Regions from separate parts of the Mus musculus genome. Here all the other regions are linked to region 3. The links are chromatin contacts, called in public HiChIP or PLAC-seq maps. All regions are on one chromosome and are shown on one strand. Each heading gives the region's core, a stretch centred on a gene start, on an enhancer-like site or on the middle of the called end of the contact. The rest is flanking DNA. Distances are from core to core; before and after follow the strand shown.

What was found. HiChIP or PLAC-seq counts read pairs in DNA pulled down with a chosen protein or histone mark.
Region 1: an H3K4me3 HiChIP or PLAC-seq map of forebrain shows a contact between it and region 3, with 2.7 times the contacts expected there. The contact joins the enhancer-like site here to the promoter of Cd200 in region 3. A contact is called at or near these places in 2 of 39 promoter capture datasets (the C10 cell line and macrophages), 2 of 15 datasets of contacts at CTCF or cohesin (CD8 T cells and the NIH/3T3 cell line), 3 of 484 Hi-C or Micro-C datasets (Th1 cells, Th17 cells and forebrain), 7 of 115 datasets of contacts at active chromatin or transcription factors (CD8 T cells, forebrain, memory CD8 T cells and 3 more) and 3 of 9 other capture datasets (adipose tissue, embryonic stem cells and liver).
Region 2: a contact with region 3 is called in an H3K27ac HiChIP or PLAC-seq map of regulatory T cells, with 4 times the contacts expected there. The contact joins the enhancer-like site here to the promoter of Cd200 in region 3. A contact is called at or near these places in 8 of 39 promoter capture datasets (3T3-L1-derived adipocytes, the C10 cell line, cranial neural crest and 5 more), 1 of 15 datasets of contacts at CTCF or cohesin (CD8 T cells), 9 of 484 Hi-C or Micro-C datasets (B cells, CD4 T cells, CD8 T cells and 5 more), 9 of 115 datasets of contacts at active chromatin or transcription factors (CD8 T cells, bone marrow-derived macrophages, fibro-adipogenic progenitors and 5 more) and 3 of 9 other capture datasets (adipose tissue, liver and pancreatic islet).

The regions. Positions count from the first base shown.
Region 1 is chr16:45,241,996-45,246,507 of GRCm38.p6, reverse strand. It overlaps Btla (B and T lymphocyte associated), which reads right to left. Exons shown (of 6, transcript NM_001037719.2): 3 at 3,767-3,802; 4 at 2,197-2,355; 5 at 211-257. Among named protein-coding and RNA genes, the nearest start is that of Btla, 20 kb to the right of the region's middle. Within about 2 kb of position 1,332, at least 32 of the 459 cell types and tissues checked have an H3K27ac peak or open chromatin away from gene starts, as enhancers often do. A contact at or near this core is called in forebrain, where this site is marked.
Region 2 is chr16:45,258,743-45,263,143 of GRCm38.p6, reverse strand. No RefSeq gene overlaps it. Among named protein-coding and RNA genes, the nearest start is that of Btla, 37 kb to the right of the region's middle. Within about 2 kb of position 1,628, at least 12 of the 459 cell types and tissues checked have an H3K27ac peak or open chromatin away from gene starts, as enhancers often do. A contact at or near this core is called in Th1 cells, regulatory T cells and regulatory T cell precursor, where this site is marked.
Region 3 is chr16:45,407,402-45,412,023 of GRCm38.p6, reverse strand. It overlaps Cd200 (CD200 antigen), which reads left to right and starts at 2,971. Exons shown (of 6, transcript NM_010818.3): 1 at 2,971-3,168. The coding sequence starts at 3,157. It also overlaps the pseudogene Gm5406 and a transcript of Gm609 not described here.

The DNA of each region.
Region 1 (4,512 bases), core at 83-2,582, 160 kb after region 3:
GATTCCCATGAGTTATTAACTGCCCTGTCAATGTCTCTTTACTCCATAACAAGATATTCATATCTTATACGAGTATTATGCCGGCAATCATGGCCTATATGAAAGTTCGTGTGTGTGTGTGTGTGTGAGTGATGTCATATAAACCTACTGAAAAAGTACATATGGTATAATATAAAAATGTGTTTATTTAGACAGATATTTGAAACCTACCAGGTTAGTGTCCCTTCCTGCCAAGTCAGAAGGCTTCTTTTCTTTCCCTAAAAAATTGGAGAGAGAGAAGAAAAGGTAATCAAAAGGGGTTAAGAAAGCAAGGTGAACTATCTTCCTCCCATGCCCAGCACATTGCTTGTTAGCAGCCACACTCTTAGCTTCACCTTGCTAACTGACTTGGCTAGCATGTTCCATTGGCATCTCAGTATGTGCACATACGCATGCCCACTTCCCCCCCCCCCGCCCACCTTCCTACTTCACATAATAGTCTTCACATCCAAGAGGAAGGAGTAGGACCTAGTAAAACAGTTTCAAATGGTTTGTAGTCATTGCATTTTCCATGCTAAACCAATGCTAAAAGTGCTTCTGTTGGCTTGGTGATGTATGAGACATATATCATACTCCTGTCCCCCAAGGCTCAAGTAATATTGAGGAAAGACTGCAAGAGCCAGAGGTTGGAGAAGACTGGAGGAAAAACTATCTTCTGGGCATGAATACACTGCTGTACCAACTAACTCCTAATACCTGTTATTTCTTACAAGATTAAACCAGCCAATATCCAAGTACATGAGCCCTGTAATCCTTAGCTGATGACAAATGATGGCTGGTAGGGTACATAGAGTCAGTTCTTTTAGTGGTATAATCTTTGGTACTATAAATATAACCTCCCAATAAATCTCCATAACCATATGTATAGAGCAATACAAACTGGAATCAGCAGATTTTAATATATTTTTTAAAAGAATATGCATTTGGGGAGGGGCCATAGGGGATTCAGGAGGGATAAGAGAAAATGAGTGGGGTGAATAATATCAAAATATACTATATGCATATATGAAATTCTCAACCCATAAAAATATAAAAATTTCACATATGCTTCTTCACATATACATGTTCCCAGTTTCCTTTGGATATGAGGTCCAATAAAGATTATCCCAGTTTCTTATTCATCACTCAGAGAGAGGTTCTAGCAGCCCTAGGAAATATGAAGCCACAAAAAGACCGTGGAAAGGGCTTCATGGTTACAGATGCAGAGAGGGATTCCTTACAACTCTAAGACAGCTCCGGGATCCAGAAGCACTTAGTTCAAAATGCCAGAAGCAATTTGGCCCAGACAAAGCTTTTTCTTGTAACAGCCAAATAAAGGGATGCTTTGTCCGGCTCAGTTTCTATAGCTACACTGTGGCTGGTATTGTAGAAAAGGGGAGGGGAAGACATGGAGAAGAGCAGAGAATTAGTGAATATAGATGGACCAGATCAACATGCCTCTCTTGCTGATTTTAACTACTCAGTGGTGACAAAGGAGACATAACTTCAAAGGAAAAAAAAAAAAACCAGCTGTCTTCAGAATATCACATGTCTGACCAGAACTCTTGAATGGGATACTGGGAAGCAACATTTGCAACATAAATAAATAAAATAATTTAAAAATATATCACATCTCTCATTATAGGCAAGTCACATTCTCAAATGCAGTGTTATTGAGTAAAAAACTGACTCAAGCATGTGTTTATAGCAATAGAAACTACATACACATATGAATTCCTTCTGGGACAATGATTCCTTATTTAGATAGGGTGTGTAACACTGGAATTATGTGGTATAGCTGTGGAAAGGGATGAAACCAAACATCTCAAATTAGACATGTTGATTCAAGACATTACTACAACCAGTCCTTTGACTTAGCTAAAGTTTAGGAGAATGCCTTCTTATACACAGTTAAGATTGGTGTATATAGAATGAGAAAGTTCCAGCCTGGAGTATGCTTAGCCACAACCCTTGGCTAGCACTGTGGTGAGGTAAGTATGCTTTATCATGCTTGGTGGGAGCTTAAATCGATCCACTCAGTTTTCTAGTAGAAACTAGTAGTTCCCTGAGAATCTTTATCCAGAAAGAAAACAATAACCAGCTATTGTTATTTCTATTGGCCCTAGAAAAAGAACCCCAAATGTGTGGCACATGGGGCAAAGGGAAATTGCAACCCACCTTGGATCCTTTTCAGAAAGCAGAGCAGGCAGACACAGGCAAGGAGCAGAAGCAATGCCCCCAAAGGAAGCAAGGTGTAAAGCAGCCAAGTCCTGCCTGGCCTCTCTTCCATGGTGGATGGTCCTGAGGCATTGGTGGCATCTGGGATGTCAGATACTGCTGAACACAGTTAAAAAGTCTGAGAAACATTAGAGTTGGCAACACCCCTTGTATTGCTGTGATTCCACAGACGGAATGTGCAGGCTAAGCCCTAATTTCTCCTTTGGTGGTCCCAGGACCCTCAACCTGCTATTTTTAATCTTTTGTCATGGTCTCACATTCTTCTTGGATGAGTCATTTGTAGAAGGATCTCCATAACAGTTCTAACAAACCGATCTGCCAGGCCACTTTGTTTATATATTTATTTCAGTACCTTGGGAAGCCATCTTTTTTTATGCAGCTTTATAACCTGAGAAGAATGTTACTGTTCCAAAAACTGCTCTAAGTCAGATAGTTTGTGGATGGTGGAAGGACCACCAGTCAGGCAGCTTCCTGATGCTGTGCTTTTGCTTCCTCTCATAAGCTATTACCTCCAAACAGCAAATACTTCCATTTCCACCAAGGATGCTTTGCTTGACATCTAGTCAGTGCTCATTTCCGCCTATCAGTGTTAACAGTCACCAGGCCACTGTATGATCAAGGTTGACTGAAACTTAGGAGTTTTTTTTTTTTTTATCTACAACTCAGTGCATCAAAGATAGTGGGGATGTTTGTTTGTTTGTTTGTTTGTTTGTTTTTAAAAGATTTATTTATTATTATACATAAGTACACTGTCGCTGTCTTCAGACACACCAGAAGAGGGCATCAGATCTCATTACAGATGGTTGTGAGTCACCACGTGGTTGCTGGGATTTGAACTCAGGACCTCTGGAAGAGCAGTCAGTGCTCTAAACCACTGAACCATCTCTCCAGCCCAAGATAGTGGTTTTTAAATGATATAACGTAAACTGGAAATTATCTGAATGCATACTGAAGGGGTTCTCAACCATAAAATTTCTCATCCCCTAGAAATGTGGTAGTTTCTGGAGACATTTCTGGTATCACAAGGTGGGAGATGATCTACATCTAGTGAAGAGAGCCCAGGAGCTTGCCAAACTCCTTGAATCACACAGGATACCGCTCCATCACCACAGCACAGCAATCAAGCAACTCAACTATCTATGGATTTTGTGAAACTGCTTTTTATGTGCGAGGATTCTGAGTTAAGGTCCCCATTAACACAGTATCAAAAACAGTTAAGGAAAGTATTGGATTACATTGGATTTTCCCCCTAGATCCATTCTTTGAGGGTAAAAACAATCAGGGAAAAATGGGGAGGATACAATGGGCATATAGTTTAGTGACACAGAATGGTGGCAAATGTACTGCAGCTGCTCTTTAGGTTGGCAAGCAGCCAAAGGCACACACAGTTGTCTTGGGGCAGGCAGTTGGATGGCAGACAATAATATAATAATCTAATACAAACAAACTCATTTAAGAAGACCTTATTCCCATTATTTATCTTACTAATTTTGATTGATTTGATACTTACTTATTAGTGGGTGTTCTGAAGAGTTTTGAGTCCTTTCTGAAATAGAAAACAAGATTAAATATTAAAATGGCTTGAGAAAACACAGAGGTGATTCTCAAAGTTACCTCTAAAGCCAGAGCTAAGTAGAAAGGACTCTAGTATTGGCACATCAATGGAGAATCCAAACATCGAGGCCAAGTTGAGCTTGCATAATTCACAAATCTTCACCTTCATCTGACTTCCTTGGTCCTCTCTTCCTCGTTCTTTAAACATAAAGACAAACAGGCCATGTGTGATCTCTGACACCTACAATATAACATAATATGCAACCAGCAAGTGCTCCAAGAGAGTGTGGATGGCCACAGGGAAAAGATGCCCTGGGTGACATTCCAGGTACAGATTCAGAAACAAAGATGGTAGCTCTCCTACCTTCTCAATCAACACTCATCTCCCTGCACCCTCTACCACTGATCAGAAACTGACCTGGGACAAGTGAGAAGCACAGAAAAAAATCAATATATATATATATATATATATATATATATATATATATATATATATATATATATATATAACATATATAATATACACACATATATATTCTTATTTGCATATGAGTGTGAGTCATATGCAAAAACAGAAACATTCCCAATATCACCTCAGAAAGAGATTTCAAGGGGGTAAAAAACCAAAATACATATACCATATCTCCAAAATGTACCAATGACAAGCATGTCCATAGTTCCAGGACATATTTCTTTCCTTAC
Region 2 (4,401 bases), core at 379-2,878, 150 kb after region 3:
TAAAAGACTTGTTTTCTTTTCTTCTCCAGTTTTTGAGACAGAGTATTTCTATGTAGCCCTGATTGTCTTAGAACTTGCTATATTGTCTAAGCTAGCTTTGAGTTAGGAGAAATATGTCTGCCTTTGCCTCTACCTCCTTCCTCCTGCCTTCCCTGCCTCTCTTGTTTCTCAGGCCTCTCCTGTCCCCTGACCTCTGCCCCTGCCCCCTGCCTCCACTGCCTCCACTGCCTCCACTGCCTCCACTGCCTCCACTGCCTCCACTGCCTCCACTGCCTCCCCTGCCTCCACTGCCTCCACTGCCTCCACTGCCTCCACTGCCTCCACTGCCTCCACTGCCTCCACTGCCTCCCCTACCTCCCCTGCCTCTCCTGCCTCCTGCTTCCTCTGCCTCCTCCTGTCTCTGCTGCCTCTGCCTCCTCTGCCTCTATGCTCTGCCCAGTGCTGGGATTAAAAGCATGCAGCATCATGCCCAGCAAGATTCATTTTGTTCTTTGCTTATTCTACACTGTTTTGTTCCATCAAAAGGTAGCCATTTAAAAATTTTTAATTTTCACTTTTTGAACTAAATTTACATATGTATCCACGAAAATGTCTGTGTCTGTGTATCTATGTGTGAATGTGTATAGACATGTTATATTTTTGATCATATTGTTTGTCAGAGTTTCCAAAGTGCTCAAAAAATTACAGTACAGACTAAGAATACTACAAAACAAAATAAGCAGATTTTGTGGTTGTGTCTGTTTGAAAGTTGCTTGGATTTCCATGGAACCATATGCCACAAGACCAGAACTTTTAGAGTTGTCAGCAAAACAAGGGTAAAGTTAGGCATTCATAAGACATATGGGGTTCATCAAATTGGTTACCCTCTGATTTTCCTGAGACCACAGGAGTTCATTTTTAGCTCATGGGTGATTGGACTTACCCTTAACCATAAGCTTGATTCAGCAGTTCACCATGCCCCAGACTCTCCTTCCTTCTTTGGTATTATTGTTAATCCAGTTTTATTTGTTTTTTGAACATATTCCTGCTCACTGTGGGGAGGAGGAGTGTGGTACAAGCTGTCAGTAATGCCTGTGAACTGTGTTTCACTCAGGACTGTAACTCGAAGAGCCTTCCTTCTCTCATTCCACAATACTCCTCTCCAGAAAAGCCTGGAGTGGCTTCATCTTGAGACTTCAGTCCTCTCTAGTCTGCAGCTAGGTCTAGGTAGGAAGTATGTTAGGGCCCCACACTCACATGTTATTGGCCTAAGCTCTTGGCAAATGTTTTTGTGCCATTTGCTTTGTCTCCAACCACTCTTATTTGGAACACAGATCTCCCATTTAGAGTCTGCCCATTTGTTTCCTCCTAAGCATACCTACCCTAATGGCTATCTTATGATCTGCCCTTTCCTTCCACTAGCAGGCTGTCAATGCCAACGTAGTGCTATTCACTTCTCTTGGCAATGACTCCTTTCATCCTTTGATGCACCCTGCTGATAAGCAACAATTGCAAATATTACTGATCTTACACAGGACTCAGCGAACACTCCTGTCAGCTTCAGCAGACAGCTCTAAGGCACCACATCACTCTAAGCTCTTGTGCAACTACAAAGCCCAGAACAACCAGACTCCTTTGATGCTTCATAGGGTGTGGAGGTTTGAATATGCTTGGTCTATGAGAAGTGGTACTATTGGGAGGTGTGGCCTTGTTGGAATAGGTGTGGCTTTGTTGGAGGAAGTGTATCGGTGAGCTTTGAGGGCTCCTAGAGCCCAGGCCCCACCCATTGATAAAAAAGAGCTTCTTCCTAGCTGCTTGGGGATTCCAGTCTCTCCTGGTTGCTTTCAGATCAACTTTCAGCTCCTTCTCCAGCACCATGTCTGCCTGCATGCTGTCATGCTTCTTGCTATGATGAAATTCTAAACTGTAAGCCAGCCCCAGTTAAATGTTTGCCTTTATAAGAGTTGCCTTGGTCATGGTGTCTCTTCATAGGAGTGGAAACACTACCTAAGACCTGTGGTCTGCAACAAGTCTGCTAGTTTGCAACTAACTCTTTAAACTTATTAATGATAAGAACATGGGGGCTGGTGAGATGGCTCAGTGGGTAAGAGCACCCGACAGCTCTTCCGAAGGTCCGGAGTTCAAATCCCAGCAACTACATGGTGGCTCACAACCATCCATAATGAAATTGACTCCCTCTTCTGGAGTGTCTGAGGACAGCAACAGTGTACTTACATATAATAAATAAATAAATAAAATCTTTAAAAAAAATGGCCATCTTTAACATGTCAGTTTGATTTACAAATATCAAAGTTAACATAGTGTTTAAAAAAAAAATGTGGGCAAGTTATTTGAACAATGTGTGCCTGGGCTCTCTAACCAGTAGAATGAGCATAGAGACTACCTATGTAATATGGTGGCTTTGAGGCTTAAGTTGTATACATAAAGTTCTTAGGACAGTGTTTGATGTGTGGAAAAACAATGGCCAAGTGGTAGCTTGTAGAGAGTAGTGCTCATAAATGCACAATTGTGAACCATAGAAAGCCCTAAATAGCATACATCTAAACTTAATATCCAACTATAGATCAAAATAAATGTATTATATTATTTACATTATTCTTCTTAAGTTTAAAAGAAGTTACACAGAGCTGAAGGGGACTGAAGCCCCATAGAAGGAACATCGATATGAACTAACCAGTAAACTCAGAGCTCCTTGGATACCACCAACCAAGGAAAACACATGGTGGAACTTGTGGCTCTAGCTGTATATGTAGCAGAGGATTGCCTAGTGGGTCATCAATGGGAGAAGAGGCCCTTGGTCCTGTGAAGGCTCTATGCCCCAGTATAGGGGAATGCCAGGACCAGGAATGGGAGTGGGTGGGTTGGGGAGCAAGGGGAAAGAGGAGGGGATAGGGGATTTTCGGAGGGGAAACTAGGAAAGAGGCTAGCATTTGAAATGTAAATAAAGAAAATATCTAATAATAATAAAAAGAAGTGACACTGAGAATTTATAGTTAAAATGAACTTGGAGATCACACTGACCCAAACTCTATATAGAAAATCATCCAAAGAAAATAAAAATTCTCTAGAGTTGTAAAAACAACATAATCTATGATAGGAGCTATTCTTCTAACCATTTTTAGTAGTTGGTGAATAGTAAGAATGTGTGAAGGATTTCTGTTGTTAGTATTTGTGTGGGTTTGAATAAAAAATGGCCCCATAGATCCATAGGTAGTGGCACTATTAGGGTGTGGCCTTGGAGTGGGTGTGACTTTTTTGGAGGAAGTGCACCAGTAGGTGGCAGTCAAGCCCATCTCAGTGGTGCTTAAGGATTCAGATGTAGAACTCCTAACTCCTTCTCCAGCGCCATGTCTGCCTGGACACCACCATGCTTCCTAGCATGCTCATAATGGACTGAACCTCTGAAACTGTAAGCCAGCACCGATTAAATGTTTCTCTTTATAAGTGTTGTCATGGTCATGGTGTCAGTTCATAACAACAAAACACAAACTAAGACATACTTTTGTTTGTTTCTTAGTTTTTGTTTTGTTTTGTTTTGTTTTGTTTTGTTTTGTTTTGTTTTGTTTTGTTTTGTTTTGTTTTGTTTTGTTTTGTTTTAGGAGACAGCAGCTTACTCCATAGCCAGGACCAGCCTCAGAGTTATGATCCTCTTGCTTCTGCCTTCTGAGTACTTGGGTTACAGGCATGCACCATCATTCCAGGCTCTTGAGTCTGTGCTTTTTAATCTCTGTTTGTTTACTATTTTACAGGGCTTGATAGAATTCTAATCATTCCTGCCCAATAAAATTATCAACTACTACATAGTTTCTAAGACTTAGATAAGCTCGTAGCATTGTCGTAAATTAAAATGATAGTTATTGTTATATAGGCATATTAACTATGTAAGTTTGTGTATATGTTCATGAATGTGTACATGCATATGAAGGGCAAAGACCAATATCAGCTGTTTTTCTCATTTACTCCCTTCCTTAATTTTTGAGACGAGGCGTCTCACCAAATCAAGAGTTCAATGATTTGACTAGACTGAATGGCCAGCAAGCTCCCTGGGATCCCCTATTCCTTCCTCCTGAGAGCAGAGAATACGGGTGTGCACCACACTATATCAATGCTGTTTGACATGGGTTCTAGGGATCAAACTCAAATCTTCATGTTTTCACTTCTGACACTACCAATATGTTCCCCACTCACAGGAGTGGCTGCAGGGACTCCTAACTGGTCAAAGTCTTCAGAACATGTGACTGAGTACTCAGCCATGGACAGTTCAGCCATTCTAACTTTTAGGAAATAGAACAGAAGAGAAGAAAAAAAAATCAAGACCTGGAGTAAGTGGTAGGGCATTGTGGAATGCAGATTCCTGGGTGCTATATGACCATTGAAGATTTTTTTTTTGAAAACTTAGAT
Region 3 (4,622 bases), core at 1,722-4,221:
TGTGCACCATCATTCGCACTGTAAGACCCCAACAAGAAACTGCAGCCAAAAGGTCTAACAGCGCTGTAGAGTGTATAGGCGTGTACATACATGGCCACTCTGTGTGCAAGACGTTTTAGAGGAATGTTATAGCCAAAGTTGGACCTAAAGTTGGATGCTTCTTCTCTTGCTATGTCTGCTAGTGAACGAGCATCTGCCAGCCATCCTGCAACTGCCATTGCAACATGTCGATCAACATTAAAAAGACGTTTACTGGAGCCTTCTTCATAAAGTTTAGAAAGGACTACTTTTTCTACTCCAAACACAACATCGTCTTTACATCTGATCCCAATAGCTGTACTACTGTTTTCCATAGCCTTCATGGCATATTCAATTTGGAAAACTCTTCCATCAGGAGAGAACATAGAGGCTGACAAGTCATACCCAGTGCCAATGGAGCTCATGGTGCTGACCCGGCAGGCCACGGAACGCTTCCAGGCCTCAAGCGCCGCTCCTACCCATATGCTCATTTTTAATGTCATCTTTAAACATTGTCAAACATACAGCTTAGCATAATTTTCTCTACCTCTCATAATCTTACTTTCTTTTTTCCACAACATTTATTTATTTATTATTAGATATTTTCTTTATTTATATTTCAAATATTATCCCCTTTCCTGCTTTCCCCTTTGAAAACCTCCTATCCCATCCCCACCCCATAATCTTACTTTCTAATCAAGATTCCTTTCCATATAGGTCTGTGTGAATTATTTAATAGTTGATATATGCAAATTTTACACAATAATAGATTTAGTAGTTATTTGTGCTTTCATACATCTTGTAGCCTACATGTGGATTAATTTTTCCATTTATTAGAATATTTATTTTAAAAATTTTTGTTAGTCTGGATATAATACATAACCTAAGGATCCCGTGGTTCCCATGCCATTTTTCATTCTCTTATTGTATAACTCAGCTCTTGAAATCTACTGCTCAAACTTAAGAAGATTTAAGGCAAAACAATGCCTAGTAAAGTGTCATTTACATACCAATAAAATAACAAGAATAGAGAAAGCTTCAAGGAGAAAGATATTCAAAGGTACCCCAATAGAATGACTTGCACACACAAACACACGTCCTCATGCATACTTATGAAATGCCATCTATAAGAAAAGAGTATTGTTGGCACCAACATAAAAAATAACCTCCCATGGTTGCTCACATCTGTATTCCCAGTACTCGAGAGGCTAAGGTAGAGTATGTGTGCTATCTGGGCAGCAGAGAGTACTGAGAAGGAATAGGATGCAGTCAGAGGGAAGGGACTTGAGGAAGACCTTTGGTTTAGACTCTCTCCACATGTCTGTCTGTGGGTCTCTGAACCAGATTTTATCTGTTGCTGCCTCTCTGATGACAGCTGGTCAAGGCCCCAATCTATTAGTATAGCAGAATGTCATTAAGAATCATTCTTTTCTTCCTTCCATTTTTTCTTCTTCTTCTTCTCTCTCCCCCTTTCTCTCTCTCTCTTTCTTTCTTTCTTTCTTTCTTTTTCTTTCTTTCTTTCTCTCTCTCCCTCTTTCTCTCTCTCCCTCTCTCTCTTTCTTTCTTTCTTTCTTTCTCTTTTTCTTTCTGTCTTTCTCTCTCTTTCCTTCTTTCTTTCCCCAGCTGTGTTTGGTTCTACCCTAGGACTCTGGGCTTTCCATTATCTGGTTCTTGACCATCCAGGCAATATAGGTACAAGCTCTCTCTTATAGGGTGGGCCTCAAGTTAAACTAAACATTGGTTGGTCACTCCCTCACATTTTCTACTAAAATCTCATAGGCAGGACATATTGTGGGTAGAGGATTTAGAGGCAGGTTTAGTGTCCAGGTTTGTCTTTTCATGGTCTGTAGAATACCTTCTCACACCAGAGAGACTAGAGTCTAGAGTCCAAACCTCAGCTCTAGCCTCTCTATGTTCAGTGAGCTGAATGAAAGTTGACCTCAGCAATGGGTCCCACTGTCAGGTTTTAGAGGGTGACCTTCAGTTGTAGGTCCCAAGTCTCTCTCTCCTCTCTCTCTCTTTCTCGATCTCTCTCTCTCTCTCTCTCTCTCTCTCTCTCTCTCTCTCTCTCTCTCTCTCTCTCTCTCTCTGCTTTATACTTGTGATTGAAGATGTGATCTCTCTGGCAGCCTGGTACCATGCCTCCTGGTCACTTAGAGACTCTCCTCCTGTAGCTATAAGCCCAACAAATCTTTTTCCACAGGTTTCTACTCTAGTACAGAAACAGAAATGTCACCAATATAGTCAATCGTTTCTGTAAAGCTTTCATCAAGGAAAAACCTCAGTTCCAGGGCTTCCTGTGACTCATTTGATCTGTCCCTTGGTTCTCATCTGTTTTAAGGAATACTGCAGGACAATCTGATTAGCAGAAAGAAAGTGCTTTTGGGTTTTCAGGAAGTGTGTTCACAGGTAACTCTGAGCCCTTAGGACCTCTAAAGCTCTAGATGAGGTACCTGGTAACCACACACACACACACACACACACACACACACACACACACACTCGCACTGGCCTTTAATATAACAAATCGTAAAATAAAGTTTTCCTTTTTTTTTTCCCCCAGGGTGTCTGTATGAAGCTCCTTACCTTCCCCCTACACACACACACACACACACACACACACACACACACACTATTGTTCTGTTCTCCGTGTTTATCTTTTGCTGTACAGAACCACAGGATGCACCAGGTTTCTGACTCAAATTACTGTCCACTCAAGTTAGTTCCCACTCTGATTTTTCTGTATGGACTACGTCACCCTATACTGCCATTTGGCACGGGAGAGAGGCCAGTGATGGGAATGCAGACGAAACATGCATACACATGTAAAATAAGATAAATAAATCTAAAATGAAAAAAATATAGAGTGATTCTTTCACATTTTTGCTATATTACTCTAAAAGGCGAGAACCTGGCGGGGGCGGGGGCAGGGGCTAGGGATGAGGTTGTAGAGGGCGTGGTTGGTTGGTCGTCTCTTCCTCCACACTAGAGGAGCTGTAGAGTCTGCCTGTGCAGTGGAGGGGGCTCTCTCTACGGCGAATAGTAGTGTCCCTGCTCACAGGTGTTGCGGAGATATCCTCCATCGTGGAAGAGCTCAGACCCCGAGAAGCTGGTGTCTAGCTGCGGCCCAGAGCAAGGATGGGCAGTCTGGTGAGTGGAATCTGAGATGCGAAGGAGGGCGGAATGGGCGATCTGGAGCCGCGGCTCTCAGAAGCCAGTGGAGCCTGCGAGAAAAGCAAGGAAGCTGTTCTTTGGAGAAGTGGTATCCGGGGCTCGGAGCTCTGTAAGGAGGCACCGGCCGGAGAAAGCCCGGGGAACGCGTGTATCTAGGGTGGGCGGCTTTGCTCCTTGCTGCGATTCCATTGCGAAAACACGGCCTGAGCTCCATGGCTCCCAGAAGGGGAGGAGTAGCTCTTTGCGTCCCCTATGTTGGTCCTTAACCTGCAGCAGGGGTGTAGCCTAGTAATCTCGCTTGCTCTCTTTCTCACCCCCTCTCTTGCTGCATTTCTGCTCCTTGCCTAGGAAACCATGAAGCATCTAGCAGTACTGCAGCGAGCAAGCCACAGCTTAGTGGTCTTGTTAAATGCCAAGGTATTTAGAGGAGAGGCCGACATTTTGAGTCTTTGGTACTGTTTACAAGGCAGAAAATTTTAAAAGGAAGGGTGGTCATACGCCTTATTCTTTATACACACGGAATTGGTAGAATTGAATGCGAATCTAAACGCAATTAAACCCCAGGTACCACTTTTCATCAGGCTGACAAAGACCGACTTGTGTTACCTTTCTTAACAAAGAGGAATGTGGATCTGTCAGCTAGATGCTCTTAATGTTCAAACAAGGAATTGCTTTCTGTTTTACAAAGAATCGGAGAGAGAGGTTCTTTTTTTTCTCTCCAAGTCTCTGTGGCTGCAATGAAATAAGGTACAAAATCAGACCTAGAAAGAATAGGGGAATGGGGCTATGCACCTAGCAGCTGTGGAGTTGTCAGCTAAGACCCAGGAGCTAATGAACATCCACCTTCTTGATAAGAATTGTAGGAGGATTTTTTTTTTTGAATCTTCATGATTGGACTCTCTAGTTAATTCTTGATTGGTTAATCTTTTAGCATCCGTTAAATTCTGGGCACTGTCTTCAGGGTTTTAACCGTGGAATTGTCACCTCACACCTGTGATATTGCTGCAGCACTGACTTGCTGGGTTTGCAGTAGGCAAGCTCCTAGGATCTTTACCATTCAAAAATGCTATTTAATAAAGATTTTTGTATATTTGCATATGCACAATAAGATCTCTTGGGAGTGGGACTCCAGACTAAACAGGAAATTCATTCATTTTTCATGTAGGTCTCTCTCTCTCTCTCTCTCTCTCTCTCTCTCTCTCTCTCTCTCTCACACACACACACACACACACACACACACACACACACACACACACCCTCAGATAATGCCATGATTATACAGTTCCTCTTGATGACTATAACTATCACATGATGGCAGGTGTGGAATTTTTCATTATAACATTGTCAGTACTCAGAAGTTTCAGATATTGAAGCATTATGATTTTTCAGTTTCCCACCTATGTTTCATTTAACCCTGAGATTAGTACTGA